Regions from separate parts of the Zea mays genome. Here region 2 is linked to region 1. Evidence: chromatin contacts called from public Hi-C data. All regions are on one chromosome and are shown on one strand. Each heading gives the region's core, a stretch centred on a gene start, on an enhancer-like site or on the middle of the called end of the contact. The rest is flanking DNA. Distances are from core to core; before and after follow the strand shown. Region 1 holds the start of LOC103626829. Region 2 holds the start of LOC100382772 (putative calcium-dependent lipid-binding (CaLB domain) family protein).

Region 1 (6,224 bases), core at 1,020-3,519:
TCACATGATTAATCTATGGAATTAAAACTCAATTTGTCATTTGCATCGCATTGGGATTATTTATTTATTACTTTTCTTTATTATTATTAAGGTTTGATATTTACTTATACTTAGTAACTGCTAATAAAATTTTAACCAACTTATAAAAGCAATGCTCAGCTTCAGCCTTTATTTTGTTGATCAGCCTTACACTTCACATGAACTCCCACCTTTGGTGAGTTCATGCACATTATTCCCCACGACTTGTTGAGCTATGAATGTATGTGAGCTCACTCTTGCTGTCTCACACCCCCACAGGAGAAGAACAGGTGGTCGAAGAGGAGCCGCCTAACACTGAGGCTTTCGACTTGATCTAGGTGGCGTCTCCCAGTCAGCTTTGTGGCGCCAGGGAATAATATTTAGTTCGCTTTATTTTATCATTTATTTTTGTAAGACTTTCGCTATGTAATAAGTATATTTATGATATTTATGACATTTATCTCTATGCACTCTGTTCTTATATGTGTTGTCTTCTCTGGCGCATATATGAGATGCACTCGGTTTTGTTCCTTAAATCCGGGTGTGACACTAACCTATTCCTGATCAGGAGGGTGTCGACGTGCTCCGAAAAGGTTCCCTATATACACAGACACTAGTAAACATCAATCCAAGCCGTGTTCAACTCCCTAGGTCATATCGATTGTAAAGAGCCGATCGCTCTCCCCGAGCTCGCATCGGATCCATGCCTCGGTAGCACGCGGAGTCGATGGCTCTCAAAACCCCGCTCCGTCCGCATGGAGCGGACCTGACCTACTATGGCTAAAGCTTCACCACATGACCGGAACATCCTACACGTAATTAGGCCTAGGGGTCATGACGGTGCATTAATGCTGGTTACATTCAGAGGCTTAAGAATCGGCACGAGCCGACTCCCGGAACAGATGCCAGCCGCCCATCAAGTCACTGGAACGTCCAACTACCATGCAAGGCCTAGCTAGGAGGATATTAGATAGATCTTTCATAAACCAAACACTAGCCGTGACAGACCGGATCCGCCACATGGAGACGCAATGGGGTGCCGCTCTCTCGCTCGGGGACCTCACGTGACGACGGCAAAGCACTCACAATCGGTAGACAATATACGTATTATAATGATCCTGCCGATGCATTTCTCTAGGTACTACGATAACTAGTGCATCTCGCCATAAAAAACGCTCCAGTACGAGAAAGCACCAAGATTTTACGAATAAGAACAACACCGCCCTGATCGCAAAGCATGATCAGGGCGACGTGACACTTACCCGTGGAGAACCCTGAAACAGGGGTGGCGATGCGCCAAAGCTTGCGGTCATAATCCTGTGGAGATTTACGATTACCCTAGTAAGTGTTTACATGTACATATTTATAGTCCCAGGGACTCTCTAACCCTAGTGTAACTGATGAGTTCTATCTTTTCCTACTCTTAAGCTAACTTATCATCACACAAATTGTGGATGCTTATCCTGGGGTGCTCTCGCGCAGGGGCACGTCCTTCTGTTCCTTCGGGCCGTTCTTCGCGACCCATCCTGCGTTGCGGCCTGTCTCGGGCTCAGCTGAAATCCGGTGATAACAGGTGTCCCATTGTAGTTGTAGGATTTTCTTTAGAAGTATTAGAGACTTAGAGATATTTTCTATGGTTTAAAAACATTATTGCCCTTTTATTCTAAATTATTTTATTCTAAATTATACGATGCTTTTTTATTTATATAGCAAAAGCTATGTATCTAGTGGTACCAAAGGTATGAAGTGGTGATTTTTATATCAAAAGTTTTTTAAGAAAATCTTCTTGGAACTCATTTAAACATTGTAAATATGCAAATTAGAGTGTTGTGACAAATAATTGAGGAATATAGTTCATCAGATTTTAAAGTTTAGAAGAAAAACCTAAACTACAAAGATAGTTTAGAGGTAAAAGCCTAAAATAGACTTTATTAGGAAGAGATATACAATGCAACGAAACACCTGGTGCAACCGCGGTACAGGGATGAAGGTAAGAAGACTCTTTTATATATTTTTTTCAAAAATCCCACCTTTCTATGGATATTTTTTAAAAGTTTTTTCCAACCTTCATCTTTGTGTCTGCAAAGTTGCACAAATGTGTTTAATTATACCAGATTTATTACCTTTTAATAAACACTGAACATGGGCCCGTCCGAGGCCAGGCTTTGCTTTTCCAGCTCGGCAACGTGCAACGTAGATCCCTTCAAACCCGCGCCCGAGGAACTAGCCGTTGCCATCCCCCCACTTCGCCCACTACCTCCCAATCCCAAGTCCCAACTCGCTCCCCATTCGCCTCCCTCCCACCCGGCTCCTGTCCTCTTCCCCTCCCCAACCAGCCTCCCTCAAATTCGCCGATCCCCAGTAGCGAAACCCACACTCGACAATCCTCTATCAGAATCCCGCTCCCCTACACCACGGTAGCTGAGAAGACGGCCGGCGAAGATGATGTTCACGGAGGGCCTCGACGAGTCGGCGATCAGCTGGATCAAGCAGGGCATGGACTCCCCAGCCTCAGCCCCAGCCCCCGCACCCCCACGGTCCCCGCTGTCGGAGCGCCCGCCGCTGGGACAGGTGGCGGCGGCGCCGAGGAGCCCCGCGCTGCACGCCAGGCCGTGCGGGGCCGGCGCAGGCGTCGGTTTCTTCTCCCCCAAGGGCCTCCCGCAAGTGCGGGTGAACGGGACGCACCACTCGGGCCTGCTCGGCCGCCACTCCGTGCTCCTCTCGGTCGCGGACTCCGATGAGTGGGAGGACGAGAGCGTCGCATCGTGGGGCATGCCCGAGGACTGCTACGGCGGCGGCAACTTCTCCGAGACCGGCGACGAGGCGTGCTCCAGCGACTCCAGACTCATGCGGAGGGCCATGGACCGCTGCGGCGGAGGGTGGGATGAGGAGGTCACGTCGCAGCTGAGCAGGAAGGGCGGCGGCGGCGGGATCGTGCGGGGGCAGTCCAAGGAGTTCCTGCGGGTGGAAGTGCGAGGTGCGGGAGCGTTCGATGCCGGGAAGTGCTCCGGTTCCGGGGCACAACATCCAGTGGACTCCATCTCGCAGGTACGGCTTCTCTTCTGTAGCCAGACGCCAGTGATAATATCTCATGTTTCCACTACGAACACTGCGAATATTTAGTTCTGTTATACCACTTTTTTAGATAAAATGTCTCCCCCGCTTTATTTCTGGGAATTATGAAACAACAGTTCTCACACTCTAAGCATATCAGCATATTTGAGGGTGCCCACCAAAACCAATTTTACCCTCACAGGTACTTACTACTAGGGATAGTGTCCTAAACTCAATTCTCAACCTGGCATGTCAATCAAACTATATCTCTAATGGGAATGCATCGTGCACGCCTGCCTAAGCTTGCGGAATCTGAGAGTTTTTCTTGCCACCATGTTAATCTTGGCTGTTGCTTTGGGCAACACCACCTTAACATCTGCCAGACACCTGTCCCTGGAAACACATAGCACTCTATATAGTCCATAGAACATCAAAAGTCAGAGTCAGTTTCATAAATCTGTTCTCCTTTTATATACAGGGACGCTACTTTGAGGAGCAGGTATTGGGGACTCCTAGTGCCCCTCCAATTGCAGGGGTCGAGGAGGATGTTATGTTTCATGCAGTTGGTAAGGACATCAGAGACTGTGATAGAAATTCATTGATTTAACTTGTCCTGGAAATGGTGTTTTCCTTGGCATTCATATGGTATTGCAAACAGAAAGGGCTGAAATGGATGGAGGGCTTGAGAGGAATGGAGTATCATCAGTAGCAGATATACTGGCCCAAGATGTTCATGAGCTTCATACGAGGTAAATCGAAATTGTAGATTGCTCACAGTTATAGTTTTTATTACATTTTGGGGCAAATCTGGCTAACATTTGCTCTTTGCCTGTTGAAATTATGCGAATTCAGCTCAATTGTTCATGAAGATGGCGTTGAGAATAACTTATTAGCTCAGATACCGAGCTTCACTATTAAGTGAGTTTTGATTTATCTTTAACCTTATTCATTTGAAGATGTTGTTGTCTGCCTCCTGTTCTTATTGCTTGCTTGCTCTCGTCAGTGTCCAAAATGCATGGCAATCCTTTGTTGCATATGATGCATGCTTCAGGTTATGTCTGAATGCATGGGCAAGAAACTGCATGGAAGCTCCAGACTTCCTTCGGGATGAGTGCATGGTACTGCGAAGTGCCTTTGGGTATGCAACAGCTTATGCATGAGTACATGTTCTGAGTAATCTAGTATTACTTCACTATTTTTGCCTTTTAGCACACAACTTATGTGCTTCTTTTTATGAACAGAATACAGAACTTCTTGCTTCATCCAAAACACAATAGTCAAGTTGATGGTAAACAAATGTATGATAAGGATGGAAATTGTACTATAAAGGGAAGGAAACTTGTTAAACAGATTGAGATTGAAGGTATGTATAAGCAATCATTTCAGTCATCAACATTACTCGCCTTGAAACATTACATCGGAAAATTCTTCAGGAAAAGGCTAGCATATTACAATAAGGAATGTCCGAACTGTAAACTTGTAGCAATGTTTGAAAAACAAAGCAAGCTTACACTAACATATTTTTATTAACAGTAAAAAAGATACGGGTTGTACCTCAAAGACCAAAGCTTCGAGCAACATCATCCTTTAGAAATCTCTACATGCAAGCTGGCAGTGAGTATGTCAGACAGATTTCTAAGATTCTGAAGAGCCAGGTTACGATGTTGACATCCACATCATCTACATCTTTGCCGGAAGGTTAATATGAAAGTTTTTGTTTTCCTATAGCAAACCCCAGTCACAGTAATATTTACATCGACAGTAACACAGTGTCTATGGCTCTATGCTTTCAGAAATGTTCACATGCACTCTAGAACTGCAAAGTTCTTGCAAAGGTCATAAGAGAGATTCAATTTCTCCACAATATTTGAAGCCAGGGACTGGTGAATCTCAACTCTTGTAAGTTACATCCTTAGTCGTTGTTCTGTGATGTACTTGCATATTCATTCTTTCATTGGAACTATGAAACAGATAGTATTCTTGAACCGTCTGTTATCACTTATGTTTTAGTTATCTAGAGAGCCAGGGGGATGTTATTCTTGTTGAAGTACAAGACAACAATAGGGTTGTCATAGGCCGTGCAAAAATTCAAGTTTCATCATTGACTGATACTCAAGTATGTCTAAACAAATTCATGAGTTTAGTGCAAATGTTTCATGATAATTCTGTAGTCACTGAAGGAGTTTGTATTTGGACAAATTTGAAAAGCAGCAGGATGAAATCATCAGGTGGTGGCCTCTATATCTTGATGATCAAGATTGTGTCGGAAAAGTTCAGCTTGGTATGAATTTATCCATGTCTTCCAATAACTATGGGTCCGAAAAGGTTAGTTATTCTCATCTTTTCTTTCTCCAAATCCATCAAACATTGTGTTAACCTTGTCTCATCTATATTCTTATAAGAAAACATATTGTATTATCGTTACAGATGCTGCAAGGTGGCCCTGCAGTGGATACCATCATATATGACATGGTTCTGGAAGCGGCAATGAGGGCTCAAAATTTCAACAGCAAAATGCTTCATATCAATGGTCCATGGATTTGGCTGTTGGACGAGTTTTCTGATTACTATGGAATATCTGATGCATATAGAAAATTGAGGTGAACAATTGTTTTGCTTGTGTATAGTCAATGATGATTGGTGAATATAATTATACATGATAGAATCACATCATATGTTACTTTTTACAGGTACTTGTCTTACATCATGAACGTGGCAATACCAACCAAGGATTGTTTGGAACTTATATATGAACTTATCGTTCCAGTCACAAAAGCACGAGAAGATAGAACTTTAACAAGACAAGAGGTATCATCTAAGTTCTCTCTATATATTATTGCAAAACTCGGAGAACTCGGAGATAAAATTGCAAAACATTAAAATGCTCGGCAAAATATTTACCAAATCATGTCCACAAAATACACTGGGCAAATTGAGAACCTTCTACAATTCCAGGTTTCAGTAGTACACATCAGTTATCGTGTTTTGTTCTTTGTTACAGCGAAGTATTTTGATAGACTGTGAAGATCGGATTAAGAGTCTCCTTGCAGCTCTGTTTGAAAATTACAAATCACTGGATGAATATTCTCCAACTGGCTTGTCAGATTTATTTGGCCCCATAACAGATTCTGCTGCACCAGCTTTGGCACCTG
Region 2 (6,388 bases), core at 1,465-3,964, 180 kb after region 1:
CACCTTGCCACCAGAGACCACCACGGCGCTGTCCCTGACGAGAGCGTTATCCTCGGACTTGAGCCACCGGCCGATCTGAATGTCGCCCAGCAGCTCCGGGTCGCCAAATGCTGCGGCAGCGTTGATCATTGTCTGCAGGTCGATCTCGGCCTCACCCATGAGGTCGTCCTTGGACACCATGTCATGATCGAACACTTGCTGCTTTCATTGTTGCGTGAGTGAAAGAACGGATCAAAGGGTTTGTTCAAGTTGGCATAATTATTGGGACCCTCAAAATTTAGATGGCATTATCTGTTACTGTATGTGATATATAGTAATGGTGTAGTTCATTACCAGCTTCAGAGGTCCATATTGCTGGGGAACAGAGAGCTTCAGTTCTTCATTCCAGACAGGATTCAGGTTGCCATTGATTACTGAAGTTTGTGCTTTCTGCAATCAACAAGAGGGCGCTGTAATTTGATAACAAAGTATATGTTTATTTTGTTGTGATTCTAACAAAACGACCAAAATTACCTGTTGCCCAAGTGTCAGGACGACATAAGGGTCACTGCTTGACATATCCCTGATGGCTAGGTTGGTGCCTCCAATCACCTTGACATTCAATATTCCAATGAACTCGATCATGCCGACCTGCAAAAACGAAAAAAAAGAATCACTACACCCAAATACCGGGCAACAAATTAGTGACCATACATATAGTAAATGTTCAATTTGGGCAGCCATACTTGACTCTTGGAACCATCAGAATGAGAAGCATTTCCGGCATGTTTTCCAGAGTCACTAGGCTGATGAGAAACAATGCGCAAGCTTGGCTTCAGAAATTCCTGCAGCTCATATTTAGACCTGAAACAATGGAAATACATACTTCGGTAGCTGACAACTTATGACAGGGAGAATATGGATCACGCGCTTCAATAAAAATGCCTTCTGCAGATCAAGCTTGGAAAGAAAACAAGTAGACACCAATCTTCAAAGAACTTGGCAAAATTTCTTGTGTCCATTGGGAAAAAAAAATCGTTTCCAGATAACCACAAACCTGATGAATTTTTCTCGCTCTTCCTGGGTAGAATCTGAATGTGGCTTCTGGTAGCCCTCTGGTATAAAAGCCTCATATATTGCGTTTGCCTGAGAATTCCCACCAACTTCTATCATGGAGTCAACTTCACTGTCAGACCACTTGTCCAGTGTCACTGACAGAACCTGTGTCAGATAAACATTAGGTTCATTATATGTATTAAGGACGATATTACCATGGAGTAATACTGCAGACTAACAAACAATTGCATTTTGCATGTTGTATTGCTACCTGCAAAGATGGTATCATTGCTAGCAGACAGTAATAAACTCTAAAAACAAACAAAAAAAGGAAAGAAAAATAGAAAGAAAGAAACATGTAAGGTAATTTCTGGTTTTAGTGTGTGACTACAAAAACCTTTGAAATATGTGTACCGAGACTTCTATGGACGCCAGAACATTTTACGCAAATGAATACCCCAATATTAGCTGATCTGCAAAGATAAACCTCAGTTATTTGTGTTTCTCCAGCCACAAAAGTTTGAAGCAAAGGCCTATGCATAGTATACAGACCTGGTTATGTTAAAAAGAAAAGAATGGGGAACCAAACAGAGGATTTTCCAAATTATATTGCAAGGTTATGCATGATTTATTATTGCTCTACATGTTCTACTCATATGTCTTCCACAAATGCATTGCCAGCTGCCAGGGCTGATATCCAAATGGGAGAAAAGACAGAAAGTTCAAGCAAACTGAAATTGAGCACATGGTGACCTATTCATGCTCACACAAATACTTACGCCCATTTGGGATCAGATGCACCACAGTCAGCACAAATGTGGTTTTCACTCTTTTGCAACAACTCCTTCAGTTTCGCCATCTTAGCTGGAAGGCAAAGGTGAATGTGAGTTCATAATATAAGCGAAGCTGCTGTGACCTTAATACATAATATAAGTATACTTGATAGAGAAAACTAGTGGCTGTACCATAAATGTAGCAAAAAGTGTCAAAAATTGGAAAGCCTTCAGGGAAAAAATTGCACTTGTGTTTTCGGCAGATCGTGTGTGCATTATCACGAACATATATGTATTTGCTCAAGGTTGCTACAGAATATTCCAGTGCGAGCACCAGGAATTTGTGCCATGCCACTCCGAGGTGGTCACAGAAAGCCATTTACGCATACCTGAGGTCGCAGTGTCACCATGCCCACTCATCTTGGGTGCAAGAAAGCTCGGCCGCAAATGCGTCAAATCGTACTCAATCCTGCCAAATGGATGTTGAGCACGAAAAAAACGTGAATAAAAGAAGCATGTAAATTCCAAAGTTTGAAGAATACCGTTGGGATTACTGAAAGCGGAGAGTACTTGCTTCCAAATTCCTAGCCAACGTGGCCACGCAATGCGTAGATTTTACTGTGAATTGGGACCAAGCGCAGGTGGCAGCCCAATTACTCAGAGAAGAATCGCGAATCGCAAGTCTACACAGCGCCAACTACCCCATGCGATTCAGCATCGGAGAAATCAGGAGCCCAAACGAACGCGATTGATGGGGACGAATGCGCCACAGATCAGGGGTACCCAAATGATGAAAGAAGTGTATAATTGCTTACCGAGAGAGAGCGACTGCCGGATCAGCTCCGACTCCTTTGCCCCTTCCTACGCGATGGGTTCAGGATGCAGCTCTGAGAGCCCGAGATCTTCCTCCGCTCCCTCCGTTCACCTCCCCTTCCCTCCCCTCTGATCACTAGAACTAGAACAGGTGGTCCACGTGGCCTGGTCGGCTGTTCACACGTGCCACAGGAGGCTGACGGTCTGGCCCATGTGCAGGGTTTTTTTATTATTCTCGGGGCAAATTGCAAACTTGCAAGACTACCATTTTCCTGCGAAAACGGACAAAAAATCCGGTTTCATATACGATATTCTGTTTTTATCCATACGTTTTCGTATTTGTGGAAAAAAAAACGATAACGAAACGGGATGTTATCTTATGTATATGTAATTTCGTGGTTTATGATTAAAGAATGTTGATGAAAAAAGTATTGCCTTTGCGCAACATGTTGATCTTTAAAAACATATGTTTTTTTTTGCTAACTTTTAAACTTGTGAAGTTGTTATTTATAGTGTCCTAAACTCTTAATATTGGAGTTTGTTGAGTGATTGCATAATATTGTATATTTCGGACAAAGTTTTCGGTTACTATCCGTTTTTGTTATATATCCATTCGTTTTAATCCGTTTTTGTGTAATCATATATTGCACAACCGTTTTCGTTTCTGGCACCGCTCCCGCTTCCGCTCCCGTTTTCAATAAAAAATATGGTAACATAAATATGAGTGGAGTTTTTCCGATCGTTTTGGTTCAATTCATCCCTAATTGTGACGTTCATGCCCCATCCCACCCCAAAACTTTTCTTTAAACACTGGCGCTAAGAAATCCGAAAGAATTCGGATGTTTGCCACATGACGTAACACCGACATTGGCACTTTGTCAGTAAGTTTATTGCAATTTGATTTTGTGTCTTTGATGCGCGATGACGTGGTTATATAGAGTTTAAGGTCCCTCGCGATGTAACATGAATTCTAAAAGGTTGTATCTGGAGATGCCATTGAGGTCCCGATTTAGAATTAATCTATTAAAAGATAGGAATATAAACGAGTAAACAAGGACATAGAAACATTTTTCATCCCCGTTTTCTATGGGTATTAGTTAAGCTTGCACGTGACGATGTTTTCGTGTAATAGTTAATGATATAAATAAATAATTACTTTGTCAAGAGATCTCTTATTTTACACATATATTCATTTTAATGTACACATAATAATTTTTACATCTAATCTAACAATGTATATAAGTAACAATATTTTACATTAATAACAAAAAACACACGTTCTAATTTTAATTGAAGTGAGGATGAGGATCCCGTCGGCCTCGCGAGGTCGATGATGGAGAATAAAATGTCTCCCACAAGCGTCCATTGAGATCCCCGCTGAGAAATTTCATCCGGGAACGAGAATGAGAAGCTATTCCCCAACAGGGAATTTTACGTTGCCATGCCTAGTTGTATCCAACCCTAATATAACACCCTGAATTTAGGGGTATAAAATTTTTTCTTCAATATCTACCAAATTCAGATGTTACCTCTTGTCTCTCTCTAGACTTCTCCTCCCTTTTTATTAGAATGAGGGATTAACTATTTATTTAATATAGCAAAATCTATGTGAGTCATGAAATGTTGCATCGCGCTGAGCCTAAATTATTTTTTTTGTTTGATGCACATGTTTGAATTATTTGAATTGAACTGGGTTTGAATTTGATTTGAAATCCATAGAGAAAATTAAAAAGAAAAGCATTTGGAAACTTCTAGGAAAATAGGAAAACCGTCTTTGGCCCGTTAAGACCAGCTCCGCCCAGCTGCCCCCCCCCCCGCTCCGCCTGACAGGTGGGTCCCACCAGTCAGCATCAGCCGCGCTCGCACACTCTCTTTCTCTCTCCCTGCCCGGTGGGGCCGACTGTAACACCCTGAATTTGGGGTATAAAATTTCTTTTCTAAAATCCACCAAATTCAGGTGTTACTCTCTCATTTCCTTACTTTCCTTCTTTTTTTTCTAAATAATGAAGAGTTATTTTATTATATATATAAGTTTTAGCGTAGTAAAATAGAATCCTAGAGAAGCTTCGATTGTTGCATTCATGCCATTGCATAGTGTTTGAGTGCAAATTATTATCGTAACAGGTTAAAATATATCGAGGATATTCCCAAGAGTTGTTGGAATCCTCGGAACGTTTCCTCGGGTATTAAATATGAAATTGATTTTTTTTCTAATATTATTTAAATAACTAAAATTTAGCATTTGCGAAAAACTATAAAATTCTGGAAACTCGATAATATATGTATATATTTTCCTCTCATCGAGTCCGTTCTAGATCTCATATCCTTTTCGCGGGATCGTTAAAACATCTCTCCTCGCAAACGTCGTGCTACTCGTGTCTACCCCGTCGTCTATCCTTGGCGTCTACCCTCGGTATGTTACCCTGTCTAATCCTATGTCTATCCTCCATCTAGCTTCGCTTTCGTCTACCGTTGGTACTCCCAGTCGTCGCTTCACACAATTACTCCATCCTTTTTAGTCATCACTTGACAACCGCCTCTCTCGTCTAGTCATGTCGTGATCCGCAGCGAAATTGGCAACCACCTCTCGTGCCCTATTTTTATATATAGGTACCCCTGCCATTGCCTAATCGCTTGTCACTTCGTCCTCAGATCCAAATCAGGTAGCAGCGGTTATTGGTCATCGCGTACGCAGGTGAGTCTCTCGTCCCTCCCTTTGACGTCCTCTCCCCTTTAGCGTGCTGTGTCGTAGGCCCCTGGCCGCGGTCCTCTCGCCCCTCCTCTTCTCCATTGCGCGCAGCGGCCCGGCAGCCCGATGTCCTAGGGCGTGGCGGCCAGTCCCGGCCAGCCCGCCCAGGCCTCAGCGCCCAGAGCGGCCAGCAGCCCCACGCAGCGCCTAGCCCTGGCCGTGGCCAGCCCCCATCACACCGGCTCCCCCTCTTCCCATGGCCGTGCTGCTTCCTTCCCCCTCCCCTTGCTGTTAATTCTATGGAGAAAGATGGATAAAGGAAGAAGAACCCTGCATGTTTAGGGTTTAGGGTATGTTCGTGCGATTGGAAATGAGAGAAGAAAAGTGTCGTGCACATCAGAGAGAAAGAAAAAAAATTCTGCCCACGATCTAGCCTCACATCAGATTTTCTGTGGCTTGCTTCTTTAGTCCTCCGTGGTATCTCTTGACCAGTCAGTTTGTGCCACATCGCTCGATTCATTAAACCTTCATATCTTTCACGTTAGATGTCCGATTTAATTCATTCGAGTTGCGTTAGCTTCATTATAACTCTGTCCACGTGTTGTTAATATTGTTTCATTATGCCATATGTTTTAAATAAATTATTAAATGGTTGTTTGGACAACGTTTATTAAATTAGCGTTCCAATTAAATCTAATTTATAGTTTTCAATTTGCGTTTTTATAAATATCGGTTAATGTGATTAATGTCAACTCGAATGTTTTTTAATTAATACTTGTTTAGTATAAACACGACACCTATTTAGTTTTTCTCGCCTGTCGCGCGTGCTGTTCCACACGTGGTAGCATGCTGGTTCGCGCTGGTCACGCACACTATTTTCGTGCGTCGTCAGAATAGGTGTACATTTGGGCCGAACCTGATGGGCCGGCCTGAAGCACGAAAAAAATCACGGCCCAGACATGGCACGACCCAAAATATTTTAGTGTCGGGTCGGGTTTGGGCCGAGGTCGCGGCCCATGGGCGGGCACGAGCACAGCCTGTTTAAGACAGACACGAAATGACCCATATAGAGGCACAA

The links. Hi-C and Micro-C count contacts between places; a contact is called where the count stands out from the background.
Region 2: a contact with region 1 is called in a Hi-C map of leaf, with 8 times the contacts expected there. The contact joins the promoter of LOC100382772 here to the promoter of LOC103626829 in region 1. A contact is called at or near these places in 8 of 25 Hi-C or Micro-C datasets (bundle sheath, ear, endosperm and 3 more).

Annotation. Positions count from the first base shown.
Region 1 is chr5:120,852,855-120,859,078 of Zm-B73-REFERENCE-NAM-5.0, forward strand. It overlaps LOC103626829, which reads left to right and starts at 2,270. Exons shown (of 22, transcript XM_008647179.4): 1 at 2,270-3,066; 2 at 3,551-3,638; 3 at 3,731-3,821; 4 at 3,925-3,990; 5 at 4,076-4,210; 6 at 4,314-4,435; 7 at 4,606-4,770; 8 at 4,866-4,971; 9 at 5,083-5,188; 10 at 5,281-5,397; 11 at 5,500-5,672; 12 at 5,763-5,880; 13 at 6,074-6,224. The coding sequence starts at 2,461.
Region 2 is chr5:121,036,243-121,042,630 of Zm-B73-REFERENCE-NAM-5.0, forward strand. It overlaps LOC100382772 (putative calcium-dependent lipid-binding (CaLB domain) family protein), which reads right to left and starts at 2,715. Exons shown (of 9, transcript NM_001175481.1): 1 at 2,624-2,715; 2 at 2,198-2,277; 3 at 1,815-1,899; 4 at 1,433-1,508; 5 at 1,037-1,200; 6 at 726-843; 7 at 514-630; 8 at 334-429; 9 at 1-198. The coding sequence starts at 2,228.